Regions from separate parts of the Sus scrofa genome. Here region 2 is linked to region 1. Evidence: chromatin contacts called from public Hi-C data. All regions are on one chromosome and are shown on one strand. The core of a region is the stretch at or near the end of the contact, and the rest is flanking DNA. Distances in the headings are between cores, read along the strand shown. Region 1 holds the start of EMSY (BRCA2-interacting transcriptional repressor EMSY). Region 2 holds the start of LRRC32 (leucine-rich repeat-containing protein 32).

Region 1 (6,409 bases), core at 1,719-4,218:
GTTCCCAGGCTAGGAGTCAAGTCAGAGTTGTAGCCACCTGCCTACATCACTAGTAAGTCTACGTTTCTTAACAAAGAACTCTCATTTGAACCACAGAATACCAAAACGATGTAACTTTTTTCCTCAATTTTCTCCGGGAAAATACATAACATATCATTCTAGATGCATGAAGAAAAGTTAGTTCATTACATACAATGGATGCTTTAGCATTAAGGCTTAATTCTCTCCCTAAACGCTAGTTAAGTAAGGCTGCTTTAAAGGAAAAGAAGTACTAAATAATTCATTACAAGCATAAAATGTGTTTTATTACTGACAGTAAAATATAATTTGGGAAAGTCAGAATAGCTTGTTAATTTAAAATTTAGAAACAGGATGTAACGCACACATACATTCATGAAGGTTAAAAGTACGTCAAAGTGAGGCTGGAATCCTATTCCCTGAGTTGAAAGCCTGATGTTATGACTTACTCTCAGAATTTCTTTGGACTCAAAACTGTAAAATGGGGACAAAAAAAGAAAAAATCCTATCTTTTTGGTTTGAGTGAGGATTAAATGAGATGCTGAAGGCAAAGGACTCAGGACGGCCCAGCAGCCTCAAGGACACTCAACTGCTATTACGATGATGATGAGGATTCATGCATCTACTGTATACAAGGCACTATGCTGGGCAATGGGGAAGTAACAATGAAGTAAGACAAGAACTATACCTCCAAAGCATTTCTAACACAGCATGAAACATGACATCCACACAGGCAGCCATGACCCAGACTGATAGGGAAAAGGACCACAGGATGGCAGAAAACAGCGAAAATGAAAATCATACCCAATTTTCGAAGAATCCTTTTGCATTCATCCCTGCTGAGATCCAAAAGTGTTGGCCACACAACAGGCATTGTTGCTTCTTTTTGGTAGCCCCAAAGAGCTTGTCTTCCCTAGCAAAACAAAACCAAAAATTCGAATTATGAAAGTATATGCAAAAGGCCACTCAACCTGGAGATCTACACACTAAGAAGCAAAACCAGTAAGAATAGCTCACAATCCTATTTCACCACCGCCCTTTCCAACTTCTGACAAATGAAGAATTTAACCACCTGGGAGCTCACTATTCCAGCCTATCACTCTAGGTTCTAGTTCAAGTTTTCAGTTTACCAGCTGTGTGGTCCTGGGTAAATTGGCCTATCTGATGATTAAGTTTTCACATCTGCAAAACTGAGGTTTTACCACTTAGTTTATTATGAATATTAAAGACCAGTGTATGTGAAGGTCTTATCCTAGTGTCTAGCTCATTATTTAATAAATAGGTGCCACTACTTTTGTAATCTTGGGCAAGTCACTTCTGCAGGCATTCTCACTGAATTACATGATAAAAAAATATGTCAAGTTCCTAGGATGTTAAGCGGGTTATTGGAACTTAATAAAGTATTTTCTCAAATCCTAACAATGAAAGATGAATTTACACCCCGCAAGCTTAAAAAAAAAAAAAAAAGAAAGAAAGAAAGAAAAAAGAAAAAAAACCATTTACCAAACATTTAGATGTCAGGAACTTGGCACTGGGAATTCCTTGGTGTAGAGAAAAAGACAACAGCGCTGGGCGCTTGCATAATACCTGCTTAGCATACGGTAGATCCGCGATAAATATTTGTTAAACAAATAAATGAATGATTGAGAACAGCGAGTAACCTGAATGAATGAATGCATGCATGCATGCATGCCTGAGCGAGCTCACTACCTATTCTAGGAGTCAAGCACCGACCCGAAATAACTGCTACATCCCGTTCCTGGCGCTGGGGCTGCAACTCCAACTCCATGCCTGGAGTTGAACCCCCTCCCCCTACTTCCCATAGTCCTCTGAGCTGAGAACCAACCCAGGGCAAGGAGAACAGGACTGCGCGCCCCAGTCGGCAGAATGACATAAAGAAAAGGGGTGGGGAGGAGGAAGAAGGGGCAGAGCCAAAGGAATCCGCTCCCTCCACAAGCCAGTCCCCGCCTCCCGACAGGATCTTGGAGGCGGCCGGCGACCGCCGGAATCAAGCACCACGTCACGGCATCCCGACGCGTCCCCGCCGGCGGACCCCACCGCGGGGCCGGACCGCACTGGAGACCTGGGCAGAGGTTCCCGGAGCGGGCTCCGGGAACCCGAATCCTATCTAATCCTTCCCCTTACTCAAGTGTCAAGGAGGCAAGCCCGCCCCGCCCCCTCCCCAAACACGCACTCACTCCCGCAGCACCACAACAAGAGCAGCCCGCCCACCCTCCTCACCGATGCCACTCAGTACCCACTTCAATGTCAAGCTTGCGACCCAAGTCCTCGCAGGACCAGTAGCCGGAGGCAGGGGCCCCGGGAGGCATCAGCGCCTCGCTCCCTCCTCAGCACAGAGGACAACGGAAAGAAACAGTGGACGCTCGGACAGCCAGGCAGACGACCGAGACTTACCGGGAGGCTCCCAGAGCTGGACCCCCGCAATCCCAGCACCAGGCGTGCCAGAGCCCCCCTCAGCCCACCTCGGGGAGCCCCACGATCCCGTTAGGAGACAACGGAGGATGGGACTGGCCACCCCAAGCCGGGCTCCGACTGCTTGGTCCGGCGCTCCTCCAGACTGGCTACCCTGCCAGCTCTTCCCAGCGCCCTGTCTGAGAGTCACTCACCTGCCCGGCCTTTCTGGGCTCATCTAAAAGGCTCCTCCGCCAAAACTAGGGGACACCAGGAATTGGGTTTGTTTGCGGTGCCTCAGAAGGGGCAAGATGGCGACAGGTATCAGGGCGCAGGCGCAGCGGCGCGCTGCCAGTCGGGAGGTGTAGTTTGCCTTTCCCGCCTTTCGGAGAACGGACACCAGAAGGCCTCCATTCTCCGCGTCCCTCTTTTCCTCCAGGTTTTGAAAGGAAAGGAGAGACCTCGCAGGGAGTGCTGGGAGTTGTGGTCCGAGGCCAAACGCCCTCCTCTTTCGCTCTCAGAGTGCAGTCGCACGCGCAAGGAAGGCTGGGATTGTAGTTTCCCTGGCGTCTTCTCCAACCCCTCCTCGCCGCTTCTCGCGCCTCTCCTCCGCTGCGATCTCTGAGCCAATGGGCTGCGCTCTCCGCTACGTGTGGCGTCACACGTACCGGTCAAGATGGCGTCGGCGGATGGAGCTGAGGTTTTCCCGCGACCTTTACCCTGGTGGGGGGGTGTTAGGGGCAGTGGGAAAGCAGCTTCGTGCCGGTATGGCCGTATAGGGTTAGGATCGGATTCCTCAGCGGCTTGGGAGCAATTCTAAGCGGCTTCCAGGCCCGCCAGCCGCAGCTGGAGGAGAGAGAATCCACGCTACGAGACGTGTCACCGTGGACAACCTAGTGGCGCGGACCCGATCTGGAGGGGGCGCGGAATTGCAAGTGGAGAAGGACAATTCGAGCGTTCTCGACTTCGGGTTTCAACCCGTGTCCAGTGGGAATGCTAGTGCTCTATCTGTCAGAGGCAAGAAGGCAAAGGCATTTGTTTGAGGCTCTGCGGCGTGGTAGGTTCACTCTTCAGCCTTTGTTCTTATTTAACTACAGAACAAGTGTGTGAAGAGGGTATTGTCGCTCCTATTTTACAGATGAAAAAAAAGGGTCCAGTATATAGTTAATGGCTGCCAAAGATCGAAGCCAGTGCCTGCTATTGTTGAAGGTCCATTCGAGTGTTGTGACTGCCCGCCCTTGTAATTTTGTACATAACATCGAATCTGATTTTTCTAAAAAAATGTTCAAGTGGGAAGGAGTGTTTTCTTGTAAAATATTGGGTTAATATTATCCTATGGGGATGTTGTGAGGTACAGCGTAGGAGAAAATTGTTTTTCAATTTTGGACCACTGTACAAACGTGAGGCTGTACTTGAATGGAGATGTAAATTACGAAGAGAAAATAAATAACAGCATTTGTGTGCTATTTGCTCATTAGCTAAAAATCTTTTCTGAGGCCCAGGAAAGTGGTTATTGTTAAGAACTTTTGGAAAGATGGTGAATGAAACTTTAATATAGTTTAACATACGTTGTTTGAGGTGAGGCTCATAGTATCTTAGTGAGGCAGGTATAATTCAGAGTACCCCCTACTATGAATGCGAAAAACACAGATAGTCAAGAATTCACCAAATTTCACAAAGCTGGGAATTGAAGAGAATTGGGCTTTATAATCCCCGGTCTTCTGACTTCAAGTGTCTTCCTCTAAGACGAATGTCAGGGTGACAGGTAGTGGAGTAGAAATGGAAAGACAGGCTGCTTTCCAAAGATAAAACTGACCCTGACCATAATAAGTAGTGTGTGAGCCAAGAAGTATTATAGCTTATTCTTGGGCTTGCTAAATGCCAAGTACTCTTTTAAGCATTTCAAGTATTAATTCATTCCATCCTTAAAACAACTTTATGAGGGAGAAACTAGGTTCTCTAATTACAAATGAGGAAACTGAGGTATAGAAAGGAGGTTAAAAAGCTTGCCCGAAGCTACCCATTATAAGTAAGTTGTAAACCTGGGATTTAAACCAAAGCAGTTTGGCTCTAGAGTCTGCTCTAGATTTGTGGTTCTCAAAACTTCAAAGAACCAGCTGCGTGTTTTGTGAAAGTACACATCTCGGGGAGTTCAGTGGGTTGAGGATCTGGCATTGTCACTGCTGTGGCACAGATTCGACCCAGGAAGTTCTGCGGACCACGAGTGTGGCCAAAAAAAATAAAACAAGGGACACCTTTTGATTGAGTAGGGCCTAAGGTCCTGTATTTCTAACAGACCCTCAAGTGAACATGCTCTGGCATCAACTGCTGCCTCTAATCTACCACACAGCCTCCCTTTCCTTGTAACCATATTTGTCTTTTGCAGCCAGAAACTGTCTTTCCCAGGCTGCCTCTGACTTTCCATATTCCCAAACGTTTCCACCATTAAATTTTCTTATTTAAGGATCAGACTCAAACCTTACCCTCAAGCATATTATCCTGCCCCACCTTTCCTTCTAGGATGAGACAAGTATTCTTGCCACTGCTCCTATACCACTTAACTGTACATCTTATTACAGAACTCAGAACATTTGAGTTATGGTCATTTGTTTGAAAATCTTTCTTTCTTTCCTTTTTTTTTTTTTTTTTTTTTTCTTTTTTGTCTATTTAGGCCTGCACCTGAAGCATATGGAGGTTCCCAGGCTAGGGGTCGAATCAGAGCTGTAGCTGCCGGCCTACACCACAGCCACAGCAATGCCAGGCCTGAGCCCCGTCTGCAGCCTACACCACGGCTCACGGCAATGCTGAATCCTTAACCCACTGAGCAAGGCGAGGGATCAAACCTGTGTCCTCATGGATACTGGTCAGATATGTTTCTGCTGAGCCACGACAGGAACTCTCTGCAAATCTTTCTGACCGGAAAGTGAGCTCCGTAAGGAGAGAAGCCAGGTCTGCGTACTCTTGTGCCTAGCACTTAAGAATAAAAGCTAATACTTACCTAGGGCTTTCTCTGTTCCAGATGCTATTACATAAACTTATTTAATCTCCACAATAGCTTGATGAGGCACATCATTACCTCTATTTTATGAATGAAGAAACTAAGGCATAGAGATGTCAAAGGAGTTTGCCCAAAGTGACAAGCTTGTAAGTCTAGCAGGACCACGATTTCAAGCGAAGGTACTTTGACTCCAGGAAATGTATAGTTAAAAAAAAAGAAGAAAAAAAAATGAGATCCACCTTCCATGTACTTCCAAAGAGGAAAAACTAAGACATAGTATTTTGCTCAGCAAGAGTGTAACTACCTGTGGTCTGGGAAAATGTGTTAGAGTATAATACCCATCCCAGACTTTATTCTTTTATTCACTTTCTTGGAACAAACCTCTTCAAGATTCCTGCCATCCACCATTCTTATCTTGAAGAACTATATTGGAGAAGGTGGATTTCACCATTAACGAAAAAGACCTCTTAAGCTTCTATGGTAGCAAATCGAAATGGATAAGACCGTAAGAGATTCATTTGCTTAAAAAACAAAAAACAAAAACACAAAAACAAAACTGAGGTCCAGAGAAGCTAAATGAGTTAACCAAAATCATACAGGAATTTCATGGCAGGACTGGGACCAGAAACCAGCCCTTTTGACACAGCGTGCTACTCTTTCCACTACACCATGCTTAGATTCTTGCTCTCAGAAAGTTTTGTTATCAAACTAGTAATAGCCAAGATGTATGCTAAAAAGGGGAATAGCAAGACCAAACAAACAAACAAACAACAACAACAACAAAAAAATATATATATATATACAAGTAGAACTTCAAATAGTAGATCAAAATAAGTGGATTTGGGGGCGAGAAAAGAAAGAAGGAAAGTGAACTGGAGATAACTGGCAATTACATATCCAGGCTCAATGGAGGATCAGAAGCGCATTGAACAATGTAGAACAGGTTAAAAAGGTAGAAGATCTGGCCACTGCCTTTTGAGT
Region 2 (6,016 bases), core at 1,048-3,547, 190 kb before region 1:
AGCTTCACTGACAGATGCATGAATGAGCGGAAGCATTTTCACAAAAATACCAACACAGGGAAGATGAGCTGCCCATTGCTGGCTGTCCAGGAGAATGCCCCCTCCCTGATGGGTGCGAGCAGGAGCTAAGCAACATTGGATGGAAAGCAGGCCTTGGTGGCCTTTAAAAGAAAGCTACCCTCCGCAGGGCCACCAGGCAAATCTCACCCTGCTCGGTTCCCTCTTCAGATCAGGTTCTGATGCCTGGACTTGGTCTTTGAAGCCTCTGGACTCCATCATCCTATGTTCTTGTCTGCCTCCCATCTGGTCTGGGAGCACCACAAGGGTAGGTCCTGGATGCTTTTATTCTGAAAGCTGCCAGGGAAGGAAAACCCGGTTCCCTGAGCAAGGACCACAGGCCAGGCCCCGGACGAGGTATTTATTATGCTCGCTGCTGCATTTCGCCTCCCCAGCAAGCTGGGAAGCAGGTACTATTATGAGTTTCACGTTGCAGATCTGCAAACCGAGGTCAGAAAGATCAAGCAACCTGCTGAAAGTCACACAGCAACCTGACTGCTGAAGAAGCGAAGAGATGAAGGAAGGGGCGCTGAGCACGTGGGGTTCCCGCTTTCAGCCCCCAGTCCCAAGAGGCATCTGCAGCGGGTAGGTACGCTTGGTTGCCCATCTGTCTCCAACTCTTGGGGTGCCCCATCCAGGCACTGAGTGAGGTGGACCTCTGTGAACTGACTAACCACAACCACAGGCTGGGGGGGGCGGTGCGGGGAGGCGGTTGCTCCCCCAACCCCCAGCCCGCCAGAGCCCCTGCCCCGCCCTACCCCAGCCAAAGCTCTGCACCAGCCCAGCGGTTTCTGCTTGGCAGCAGCTCAGAAGAGAGTGAGGTGGCGCTGATGGGCTGGGGGGCAGGGGGTGGGTTGGTCCCGAGAGGCCGGGAATTGTCGACTCCAACTCAGCCATGCTCTGCCCGCGCTGCAGGACTACCACGAAGTGCTTCCCTTGGACAAGGATCTGGAAAAGGAAGCCTCCAGGGTGTGGCAGAGGAATCTCGCTGCAATAAAGACAGCGAGAGGTCCGTTATTCTTAGTTCTGGGACTATTCTTAGTACCAGGGAAGAAGCTACCATCTTACCCACTTTACAGATGGGGAAACTGAGGTTTCCTTTGACCAGATGAGCACTAAAGCCCAGAGAGAGGGTTGCAAAGGCCAGAGGGGCCCTCCCTCAGCCTAGATCTGAAGTTCTAGATCTAGAACCTGTGGGTTGGGGGGGTGCACCCTTCCCAGGTCCTGCAACCTTTCCTACCCTGGCCCTCATTGCAGCTCAGGCCCCTCCCAGCTATCACAGATGCCCTGCTCTGGGCTGTGCCCATCTTCCCAGGCTTGTCCTCCACATTAAGCCAGATTGGGGCGGGGGGCGACAACGAAAGGCAGCTGCCATCTAGAGTTCAGGGACCTCAGTTTCTAAGTCCAGCTTCACCCCGATTTACCACAAGGCTTTGGGTGGCCAACTTCCCAACTGTAAAGTGGGGCACCTGTGCCACCCTCAGGGCTGTGACCATCAGGGAAGCGAGACATCGAGGAAGACAATTTCTCTTCTGCCCTCGGAACTAGGTCTGGAGGACTGGAGGACAGCTGTGCCCCTCCGCCCCTAGGCACCCCTACCAGGGGGCCCCACCCAGCAGGGCACGGTAGCTAGATTTGGTAGGGCCATGGCCTGTAGGAGAGGGGGTGGCTTTGGGGAAGATGACCCTCAGCTTCTGGTGTAAAAGAATGATGCCACCGGGGCTGCTTTTGCACAGCGCTCTGAGCCAACCTGAGAAAGATGGTGCCTGGAAAAGGGCCCCCACTTTGGCCTGGCCTTAGCTTTGGGGACAGACTGGGTTGAAATCCCTGTCTCTTAGAATCCGTGTGACTTCGCATAAGCCATTTAACCTCGCTGGACTCAGTTTCCCCAGACCCTGGCACTGGTTTTTATTTATCCTCGCCATGCCCCTCCCTGGCCTGTTTCTCCATCTGGATTCTGGGGACTTTGGTGACACCTTTTCACAGAACCGGGAGACGGGGAGGAGGAGGACGGGTCTAGGCCCTAGAGCACCATCCAGAGAGGAGAAGTGACGGGCCTGGATCTCCCGGGGCGGGGTGGGGTGGGGTGGCTGCGGTGTGGGGAACCCCCTCTGCGGCCACCCCAGGGCCAGTGAAAGGTCATTTCCTTCCGCCTTCGGCGCTGCCGGCACCTCTCCTGTGTGCTCCCCCCTCAGTGCGGCGGCGCCTACCGGGCCGGGGGAAATCGGGGCCAGGGCGGATTTCCTCTGCGGACCTGCGGCTCCCAGAGCCACCCGCCCCCCGGACCCCGCGGGGCCCCGACCTGCACGTGCGGTGGTGGCCGGGCTCGGCCTCTCTCGGTCTGCGCTTCCTCAGCGACCCCTCTCCCTCCCCGCCCTCGGATCCCGCCCCCTCCCCGGCCGGGTTTCAGCTTCTGGAAAATGCTTCTCCCGCTGGCGGGGTCCGGATAAACCGAGTCACGGGGGCGCGCCGGGCGGGCGCTAGGACCCCGCGGCTGGCCCGAGGGGGGGCGTGGTGGGGCGGGTCGGCGGGAGAGCTATTTAAATTGGAGCCCGAGCCGCCCCCTCGCGGGTCGGGCTCCCGTGGGGCGGTGGACTGGCTGTGCACCTCCTCGGGCCGTGACCCCGGGGTCTGGCGCGGGGTGGAGCCGGGGGGCGGGGGGCGGGCGGGTTCGCGCAAAATGTGCCGGGGCTGCCCGGGAGAGGAGCGGCGGCCGCGCTGAGCCAGGTAGGAGCCGCCCGGCGGGCGAGGCTGGCCCTCGGGGAACCCGCGGTCCCGCGCCCCTCAGGAGCCCAGGGCGCGGAGCAGAGCTGGGGCAAGTCCACCCAGACGCTGATCCCCAACAGGCCCCTCCTATCGCGGTCCCCTGCGTCGCGCGTGGAGCCAGGGTTGAACCTCCCTCGGCCCCTGACGTCTCCGAGGCTCCTAGCTCAGCAGATCTGTCCCGCGAAGGACGACGAGGCTGGCGGTCCCATTTGACAGATGGGAAAACAACTGCAGAAAGGCCGGCCCTTGCCCAGGGAACACACGGCGAGTCCGGGGAGGTTCAGGGTTCGCATCCCGGCCTCGGCCCACCCTCTGACCCTGGCCGGACGTGGTCTTCCCATTCCACCGCACCAGATAGCCTGCCTGTCTCTGGGATGTGGGGGGCGGTGGGGGGGGCGGGGCACCCACCTCTCTCCAAGGGGCTCCGCAGCCAGCCGTCTTCCTGGGTGGTAGGATGTGAGGGACCCCCGCCCCCACCCTCAGCTGCCTGAAATTCCGCCATCACAGCCACATTCCTTTGGGTTAAGGTCTAATTCCCCCGTGGGTTGCACATGTCTCCAGAATGGGCCTTGCCCTTAGTGATTCACTGCCTGGTGGGACCGGCAGCAGCAGCTCTCCCAGGACCCCACTCTGCCGGTGATCGGAGCTGAGAGGTGGGAGAGGCGTGTCCCAGAGCCCAGCCCCGTGAGCCTGTGTGTGTGTGTGTGTGTGTGTGTGTGTGTGTTGAGGTTAGAGGATCATTAGAGGGGGTTGGGGAGTGAGATCTGGGCCTGGTGTTGTGGAACCATTTGCTCTGGAGGCAGACAGACTGGATTCTACTCCCGATTCTGCCATTTCCTGCCTGTGTGACTTTGGGTAAGTCACCTCTCCGAGCCTGGTTTTCCTCATGGGCAGATACTGTTGGGGCAGGCAGCTCAGCCTGGGCTGGAGAAAACACAGCCTTGGGGCCATGTAGGCCTGGGCTGAATCCCATCAGGCTTATGAGCTGGGTAACTGTGGGGTAAGTCACTTCGCCTTCCTGAGCCTCAGTGTTCTCATCTGTAAAATGGAAATTGTAGTAACTACTTCATTGGAGTTGTGAGAGTGAAATGAAATGATACGGGTCACGTGCTTAGAGGAGTGTCTAACGTCCTTAAACAGTAGGAGTGGGCTTAGTGTGGTATTAGGCATCGCCCCCACCCCATTTCTCCCCCTCGTGTCTCTCTCTCTCTCTCTCTCTCTTGAAGTTCAGGCTTCTAGGATGTCCCCTGCCTCCTCTCTTCTGGGCCACTTGTCTTCAGGCTTGGGGTCTCCCCTTCAGCCTTTCTCTCCTTGTCTGGGCGGCTCAGCCCAAGGGTTTGTCCCCGCTGGGAGACACAATATATGTCCAGGGCATGTTCACAGCCATTCTCGGCTTGATTATCACAACCATTGGCAGCAAAAGGTGGCAAAACAGGAACCAGGCTCCTTGCCCTGCAGATGGGACACTGAGGCACTGAAACGTGAAGGGACTTGGCCCAGGGAGCAGGGCTGGTGAGCAGTAGAGGCTGGATGGGAGCCTGGGTCTCAGGGACCCCAGTCCTCCCTCTGAGCCTTCAGATTCTAGGCACTGTGTCTTGGGTGCTGATGAAGGGTGCCCGCAGCCACGGGCCTTCTCTCTCTGTCAGATGGCAGGGCGGAGTTCCACCTGCTGCAGGGAGGGTCCCTCCTGGATGCTCAGATGCCCGCCTTGGGGCTAGGGTGGAATTAGGCAGAGGAGGGGAAAAGGAGGGCCCCTTTGGGCAGCGATGCCCTCAAGTTCCGAACTGCTCCAGGTCCTTCCTTGTTCGTTTCTTGCACTTTGCACTTCCCACTCCGCCCTTTGCCGTGCACACCTAACCCTGGCTTTGCTAATTGTCCCATAGATCTTTAGTGAGCCCCGCCTCCCAGACCCCTGATCTCATAGAATAAGAAGTAAGTGGAAATGATCCACGCGAGGAAAACAGTGAGCCGTGTGCAGATCTGGGAAGCGCCTTCCAGGTGGAGGCAGCAGCAAGGGCAAAGGCCCTGAGGCAGGAATGCACTTGCTGGGTTTGAGGAATGGCGTGAAAGCCAGAAGTGGGTGAGAGAAGGGCAGAGGGTAGACGGGAGAGAGGAGACTGTGGAGAGCCTGGATTTTGTGGGAGGTTTTCAAGCAGTGAGCTTCGTGATCTGAGACATGACTTAAGGCATCGCTCCAGCTGCTTTGGGTGGGACAGACTGAAAGAGGTCGGGCTGGAAACAGGGTGCTGCTGGGGTCAAGGCCCAGGGTCCTGGAGATGCTCAGTCTGCGGCAGTGATGGGGGAGGGAGGCAGAGCCGCGGAATACTTTTTAAGGAGAGCAGACAGAGCCGGGAAGGAGTGTGACAGGAAGGGGACCTCAGAACAACCATTCTCGCCAGGTCGCCGTGTCACCCCAGTGATGCCTTGTGTCACTTCTCATACCTTCCCCAGCCTGCCCACTGGAGGGAGCGTGTGAGATGGGTCCCAGAGCAGAGAGAGGCCCCTCTGCCTGGGGGCACTTCCCATGTTGGGGGCTGGGGGTGGGCTCCGGGAGCCACAGAGGGCTCAGTGCTGGAGGAGGGGCCAAAACGTGGCCCGGACGTGGCGAACTCAAGAAGGCTTCTTGGAGGAGGTGACGTCCAAGTTAAGACCCAAAGGATGAGGAGAGATTGCGCACAAGAGAGGGGAGGAAGTGAAGGTCTGGGGCAATGAAGAGGTGCTCAGAGAGCTGAAGGAAATAGGCGGCTTCCAGGACCCAGAGCGGGAGAGGGCACAGTGAGAAATGAAGCTGGAGCGCCGAGCTGGCTGGGCGGGGCCAACTCCCCAAGGGTCTCAAAGGCCCGGCAGAGGGGTTTCCACTCAATTCTGAGCACAATGGTGTTCAGAGATGTTCTGCCTTTTAAACAGCAGAACAGCAATTCCAGGCGGCGCTCAGGGCTTCAAAGTCACCACCGGGGCCTTTGCCTATTTGAGCAAGAAAGGACCTCAGAGCACCCGCCTTCAGGTAAAATTCATAGCAAGAATGCTTGTGGTTCTAACAGAGAAGACTCAGCCCTTAAAGAGTCTCTAAACGCCTCTTCTTCTCAAGCGTCCCTCGGAGACACAATTCAGTACTTCTTCATCGAACACCTGCAGGAGGCCTTAGAGAGTAGAGGTTGAGGGCACAGACCCGGGAGCCAGACTTCCTGGGCCT

Evidence for each region. A called contact is a pair of places that touch in the nucleus more often than the background predicts.
Region 2: a contact with region 1 is called in a Hi-C map of liver, with 3 times the contacts expected there. The contact joins the promoter of LRRC32 here to the promoter of EMSY in region 1. A contact is called at or near these places in 4 of 47 Hi-C or Micro-C datasets (heart right ventricle, liver, mesenteric adipose tissue and 1 more).

The regions. Positions count from the first base shown.
Region 1 is chr9:10,624,612-10,631,020 of Sscrofa11.1, reverse strand. It overlaps EMSY (BRCA2-interacting transcriptional repressor EMSY), which reads right to left and starts at 2,968. Exons shown (of 20, transcript XM_021062538.1): 1 at 2,646-2,968; 2 at 823-931. The coding sequence starts at 892. LOC102163793 (a long non-coding RNA gene) reads left to right here and starts at 3,052. Exons shown (of 3, transcript XR_001298634.2): 1 at 3,052-3,487.
Region 2 is chr9:10,812,173-10,818,188 of Sscrofa11.1, reverse strand. LRRC32 (leucine-rich repeat-containing protein 32) reads left to right here and starts at 2,297. Exons shown (of 3, transcript XM_003129671.4): 1 at 2,297-2,784.